Regions from separate parts of the Sus scrofa genome. Here region 2 is linked to region 1. A link is a contact called in public promoter capture Hi-C data. All regions are on one chromosome and are shown on one strand. The core of a region is the stretch at or near the end of the contact, and the rest is flanking DNA. Distances in the headings are between cores, read along the strand shown.

Region 1 (3,574 bases), core at 270-2,769:
CAAGACTCTCCATAGAAGTCAAGCCTAGAGAAGTGATGTGCAGGAAGGGCCCAGATAGCACCTTCAACTGGGAAAAGAAGGGGACAATTCCCTGAACCATCTCAAGGGAGCCAGACAGAATATTCCCTGTGAGACAGATTTCCTGACTGGTCTACCAGGCCAGAATATTATCATATATAGACTGAAATGGCCTGGCACGGTTTGAATAAATATGAGTCAACCCACATAGGAGCAAACCAATGACCACATCAAACACCTTCACAGTCACAATAATTACCACTTATCTAGTACCTATTACACACAGACGCTACCTAGTTTCATCCAATTCTCGAAATAAGCATTCACGGGACCTATTTCACAGGCTCTGAGAGATTACGTTACTTGTCCAAGGTCACACAGCTGGTAAGCCGCAGAATGGAGTTTTGAACTCAGAGCTGTGATCTTCCCACTACACCACGCTGCCTGCCTTAAGAGAAGTGATACCAGTAAATAGGAAAAAAGCCTTATTTAGTGCAGCCTTGACCTAGGCAGTTTGGGATAACCAAGAGATGTGCGGGGAGCCTCTCCGTGAACTCTCCCCGGGCCACTAAGCATCCCTGTCTTGAATCTCACTGATTCTGAAGGGCGAGGTGGGAGTGGGGGTGTGGGTCTCTGACTAGGGGCCCTCAGCTCACGAAAGGACCCCTGGCCCCAGTACCCTTTCTCCCACCTGCGTCGCATCCACAACGGTCCCGGCCACCCTATCTCCTCACACTTCAAGCTGCCCTCCGCCCCAAAACTTCTCCGCCCGCTATCCTAGTTCTTCATCCCCGGCCTGTCCGCCCGCAACCACCAGCCCAGGGCCTTACCGCGGGTGGGCGGATCTTGCAAATGCCCGACTTCTCGGCGATGGGCCTGATTTTCGCGATGTAGCCGAGAGGGTCTCGGAACTCCGCCCAGCTAGGCTCGAACACTGGGCACTCCGGCGGCGGTAGGAAGTCGTCTGACCCCGGCTCCATGGTGGGTCTTAGGACTGGAAGGCTCGGACCGCCCTTAAGGGCTCATGGCGGACACCGCTGTATGAAGCCGAGGCACTGCTCGGAGACTAGGCCCTAAGCGGGGCGGCCGCCGCCCGCCGAGGGCCCAGGGGGCGTGTAGCTGCCACGCTCTCAGAGGCTCAGGCTGACGCTACGGCTATTGCCTCTTCGTCTTGCTCCGTTCCTTCCAAACTGTACCGCTGCCTCCCAACTACCGCTGCCTTCGCCACCACAGTTACCTCCCAACCGCCGGGGCCTTCATCGCCGCCGCCGCCATCTTGGTTTGTCAGCGTCTCCCCCCTCCCCTCACCACAACAAACCGAATCCCTCCGCGGGATGGCCCTCCGAGCCTCGTCTATCTTGCGTGAGACCGAGCCCTAGGAAGCCTTTATCTCCTGGGGACTGAGCTGAATAGGCAGGCGTGGGTTCCCTATCAGGAAGCGGGAACTCAAAAGTGACTCCCAGACTGAAAGAAAATAGTCCGCCTCAGCGGCGGAGGAGCAAAGTTGTAAATAACTGCCGGATCCTCTTTCCGGATGGACCGGCGGTGCACGTTTAAAGGCCAGTGGTGCGCATGCGCGTTATAAAAGCAAACCGGAAGAGGAGCTGGCGTTGGTGGGTGGTGGACCCAAACTGGCACCTCCTCGATGACCTCAGCCCTGGAGCGAGCCCCGCCCCAACATGTTCTCCTTCTCCCGGGTCTTTCCGGTGTGAGCCACAGTGGGCGGCTTCGGGCACCTGATTGCAAGAGGCCCTTTTCTGCCGGTCGGCAGGGTGGGAAAAATGTACAGAGCTCCCAGCTTTAGGAGCTGATAGCTCTAGGGCTTTGAAACAAGAAAGCCGGGAGGCTGCTCCCTTCCCAGGGATTGCGGATTTTTAGAATCCTGGGTCCCGAAGAGAGGAAGGAAATATTTATTTTGTCCGAGTTTGCGTGTAGATGGGGCTCTCAGAGATGGGGCTTCCATTTCTCAACCCCAGAGTCATTGTCAGCATTTTAATGAACACTTTCAACTGTTCTGTATGCGCTTTTATTGTGTCCGTATTTATGACATATCCCCCTACAAAATAGTCTGAGAGTATTATATATATTTTAACTATCGAATTTTAGCAACAGTATATTTATCACCTACCAGTGCCCACCGTGGGAAGCACTTAGTGTTTGCCCATTTGGGAGCCTACAGTGTACTTAGCAAATATTTGGCAAGGGGGTTTTATTTGTTGTATACAGTTCCTGTCATGAATTTGAGTACCTACTATGTGTACATGTTTGTGAGCGGTTTCTGAGTAGGTTTATTATTAACTACTTTGAGTATCAAACCAGTACTTAGCTCATACATCAGGCATCTACTGCATTTGAGGGTCATCAAGTTATTCATCAGTTGTGGGCCTACAGTGTACAGCTCGAACACCTACTGTGCACATATTAGAGTGCTTGTGTACATGCTGATTAAGTGCTTATTTTGTGTTCCCCATCTGACTGAATTCCTTAAAGGCAGGGAATATGTGCCCTTATACATCCTTAGCACTTGACATGGCAAGCAGAAAGTTAATGTTGAGTAAACAAAAGAAAAATGAATATATTTTTGAGCAGCCTTGGTATATATTGAAAATACTATATATTCTTTTCAAACATTTCCCATGTATATTTAAGCTTCTGCTGTAAGCTTGAATATGTTTGAAGAAGGTGGAGAGAGTCATTTCTTCATTTAGTTAACTGTTCCTAATCAGTTAGGTATATATCATATTGCCAACTCAGGACTGAGGTAAGGGTATCCTCTCCGAAGGAGCAGGGAACATTGGTAGGAGCTCACATCCTGGGGTCCCACCAGCTCTGCCATTTTTAGTTATGTGACCTTGGTAAGTCCCAACTTCTGAAACCGAATGATGTTGTATGGGGCTGATAACACCTACCTTGTGGGATTGTCATACAGAACCTGGCATTGAGAAGGCCCTCAGTATCTGTAAACTGTTATTTTTATTTCTGAGAGTTGACAAACAATATGTCAAAACTCATTAAGAATCTCCTTTGTGCTAGGCATTGTGCCCCATGATTTCAGATTTTTTTTTTTAATCACCTGAATCCTTAGATTGTCTTGAATGTTTGGAGTCTTTATCCCTACTTGGCTTATGAGGAAGCTTGTCCCAAATAATACAAATAGGAAGTGACATCTCCTATCTAGTCTTCTAGGTGTCAGGGAAACCTCAGCCCCTCTCCACCAGAAACACAGATGAATGACCCAATTGAACAACTGTCTGGATGGGAAATAAAGCTAGATGAGGTGATGCTAATAACAGTAACACTACCCTCTCAAGTGTGTAAGCATCTAACAGCCCACATATCTCTTTCATACCAATTATTTCCCTTAATACTTGCCTTGGGAAAGATGTAGGTCAATTTACCCATTCCATAGATGAGAAATCAAGTTCCAGACAGATTAAACGACTTGCCCACTGTTACATGGGAAGTTGCTGACTCTTGGTTAAATGCTCTTCCTACCATTTGCTCCCACCAGTAACAGAACTAGGCAGGAGAAGGTGAGAATAAAGAAGGCGAGAGA
Region 2 (3,574 bases), core at 326-2,825, 440 kb after region 1:
TTATATATTGTTCCTTTAGAGTACACTTTAATAGCTGGTAGTACAAATACCCCCATCTTTACTTATCTTTAAAATATTTTCTCGTTTATTCTTTGCCATCTTTTTTCTGGATGAACTTTAGAATCATATTAAGTTCCAAACACTTGGTATATTTATTGAAATTGCATGAATTGTGTAAATCAACATAGGAAAAATGGACACCACTACAAAATTAAGCCTTCTTATCCAGAAGCATGGTATTCCTTCACCATGTATGCAAACGTTCTTTCATTATATTCCTCAATAAAGTTTTGTGGGTTTACTTCTAGGTATTTTTATTCGTTTTTCTTGCTATTGAGAATAGGGTTTTTTTTTTGGTATTAAATTTCCAAAATGCTTATTGCTTATAGATAGGAAGACTATTGATATTTGCCTGTTTACTTTTGCAATCGGACAAATAAAAAATAATTTCAACTTCGCTAGTAATCAGGTAAATGCAAATGAAAACAATGACATACCATTTTTGCCCTTTAGACAAAATTACAAAAATTGATAATTCGTGTTGGCACAACTGTGGAAAAATGGGCACGCTCGCACAACATTGAAGAGTGTAATTAGTATAGCCTTTGGGGAAGGCAATTTGGACAAATCTATCAAAATTCAAAGTGCATATACACTTTGACCCAGCGATTACTCTTCTAAGAATTTCTCCCACAGAAATACACATGTGCATGATATATAGATATATATACATATATATGTATATATACAATCCCATTTATTATAGCATTGCTTGTAATAGCCCCCTCCCTCCCCCAAAAGGGAAACAAGCCAATGTACATCAATGGGGAAATGATTAAATAAACTGTAGTACAATCATACAATGCAGCTGTTTATAAATGAGATAAATTTAGATTCCCTGATATAGGAAAATCTACAAGACGTATTAAGTTTTTAAAAAGCTGTTAGCCGAAATGAATGTGTGCGTGTGTGTGTAGTACCATTTATATACCAAAACATACATATACGACGCCTAGTAGTTACCCGCGAAGCCTGCTTGCCAGCCCCTCACCTTCCCCCTTCTCTGAGGCCGCCTTCCTTTAACCCCTGAGAGAAACGCAGAAGGCCCGGCCTTTACTCCCTCTCTAGGGCCACTTGGCCAAGACTAATGCCGGTACCTCGCATCCCCACTGTCCGCCGCTCTCTCGCCGCGCTGCCAGCCGCTGCCCGGGCTGCCCCCGAAGATGCGGCGAGCCTTCCACTGGCGCCGGCCGAGGCCTGGGGGAGGGGAGAGAAGGCGGGGTTTGAGGGAGGGCTGAGGCAGGCCGCCGGGCCCCTTCACCAGCCTCTCCCGCAGGCTCCCCAAGGCCGCCACCTCCGCGTCTCCGCGCAGGGTCCCGTGGGAACAACCCCCTGCGAGGAGCCGAGGACGGCCGCGCGAACAGAGCCCGCCCCTCAGCCCGGAGGAAGACGCTCACCTCGGCGGCAGTAGCTCCGCGGGGCCCGCAGGAGCGTGCCGAGTCCGCGGCCCTGCTTTAGACCTGCTCCCCTCGCTCGCCCTCCGCCGAAAACCTCCCCCCGCTGGCTCTCCTCACACTCGGCCTGAGGCTCCGCCCCCCGCTCGAGTAGCCCCGCCTCTGCCACTTGGGAGGGCGCTCCCTCCGCGGTGAAGCCGGGTTCCCTGCAGGGGACCGCGCCTGAGCTACTCCAGGCTCAGTAAACGCAGCCAAAGAGGATAGTAGTGTCGCTAAGGAATTGGGATTTGATTCGAGGCATGGTGGAAACCGCTGAAGGGTGATATGATTTGATTTGATTTACATTTAAAAATTAATCTCCAGCTGCCTAGTGAAGAATGGGGGTCAAGAGGGCGAGTGGGGACACAGTGTGGAGGGCAGGAGACGTCGGGGGCGCCTACCACAGTGAGTTTACAGGGGCAAACCCTTACAACGCTTACTTCAGGCACGTACTGAACCCTCAGTAAGAAGTCTCTCTTTTTCTTCTTGGTATTTTTTGGGGTGACAGTGCAATTGGCAAAGAGCTTATAGAGGATCTGCATTTGTGAACGCGTAGGAATAAAAATCTGTTAGGAGTTACCCCATTAACCATGCTTCATCTGGGGTGCAAAATGAAATTGGAGGGTGAGAAGGGAAGGGAGCTTTGAGTCAAAACTAGATACTTTGGTAAGGCTTGAAGTTTTAACAAAAAGTATGTATTAACTCAGTATTTTAAAGTATACAGACAAAATCACTATCTGATGTACTACTGACACATAGAGGAAATAAAAATTTTAATTGTACCCTCCGGTTCTAATTCCAACACTTTCAGAGCAGTGGTTCATGCACCAAATTGAGAATCTGATGAATGGATCTACTGCCTGCCAAATATATTTACACAAAATTTTGTGTATAATCTCAGCTTTATGGAGGCCCCTTTGAGATAGCTCGGACCATTAAATATTCTTACAAGCTATTTTTAATGGGTGAATGTTATTCTATTATAATGTTAATTATTTATTTAAGCAATCCTCAATGCCAGGTTTTTTGGTTTTTTTTTTTTTTTTTGCCAAGCAGCTGGTGGCATGTAGGAATTCCTGGACCAGGGATCAAACCCACCCCACAGCAACAACCCAAAGCTGCTGCAGTGACAATGCCACATCCTTAACCCCCTGTGCCACAAGAGAACTCCAGGTCTTTTTTAATTATAAGAAATACATGAAATTTGATGTAACTAAATATTTGCATATTTCTGAGACTTCTCAAGGAGAAATTTGTAGAAATAAAGTAGCTAGGGTCAAAAGGTCACTCCCCCCAAACATAGAATAGGCTCTCTAGAACAGTTAACAATAAACAGTCCCACCAGAAATATATTAGAATTCCAGTGTATTCAGATATTCCTATACCTTCACCAATATCGCTATTATAGTTTTCAAAAAACCTTTTAATTTAATGCACACTTTGTTTTTTTATTTTATTGGAGTATAGTTAACTTACAATGTTAGATTAACTTCAGGTGTACAACAAAGTGAATCAGTTATACATATACATGTATCCATTCTTTTTTAGATTCTTTTCCCATATAGGCCATCTCAGAGTATTGGGTGATTTCCCTGTGCTATGTAGTAGGTCCAACAAGGACTTTGATTTTAATTCCAATCTCTCACAGCATCTGCATTAATTCTAGCTAACGCCTAACCTTTAAATTTTTCTGTCGATTCCTAGGCCTCGGAAAGTCTAGTTCCCCAACTCCTAGTTCTAAAATCCCACATACCCTACAATCCTAGTTTTAATTTCAGTCTGCAGTAGCCTTTATTTCTCTTGCCAATTCCACTCCTTTTACAGTCCTAGTTCAACCAATACCCTCACGCACACCTCTTGTTTCTTTTTCTTATTGCAGACTATTTAGAAAATATATGAAAATACCAAAAGATAAAAAACTTGTAATCCTACCACCTAGAGAGGACCACTATTAATGTTTTGGTTTTATGTCCTCAGCCTTTTTCTATGCATTGTGTATGTATTTATTGTTCTAAACAAAAATGTTATCATAACATTCAATAACCTAATGAATATTTGTCATATCATTTACTATTTGTCCA

Evidence for each region. Promoter capture Hi-C pulls out the DNA fragments that hold promoters and counts their contacts.
Region 2: a promoter capture Hi-C map of liver shows a contact between it and region 1, with 3 times the contacts expected there. The contact joins the promoter of HUWE1 here to the promoter of KDM5C in region 1. A contact is called at or near these places in 2 of 5 promoter capture datasets (fetal liver and liver) and 1 of 47 Hi-C or Micro-C datasets (heart right ventricle).

What each region holds. Positions count from the first base shown.
Region 1 is chrX:46,001,696-46,005,269 of Sscrofa11.1, forward strand. KDM5C (lysine demethylase 5C) reads right to left here and starts at 1,520. Exons shown (of 25, transcript NM_001097433.1): 1 at 849-1,520. The coding sequence starts at 998.
Region 2 is chrX:46,442,740-46,446,313 of Sscrofa11.1, forward strand. HUWE1 (E3 ubiquitin-protein ligase HUWE1) reads right to left here and starts at 1,576. Exons shown (of 85, transcript XM_013986152.2): 1 at 1,458-1,576; 2 at 1,158-1,257.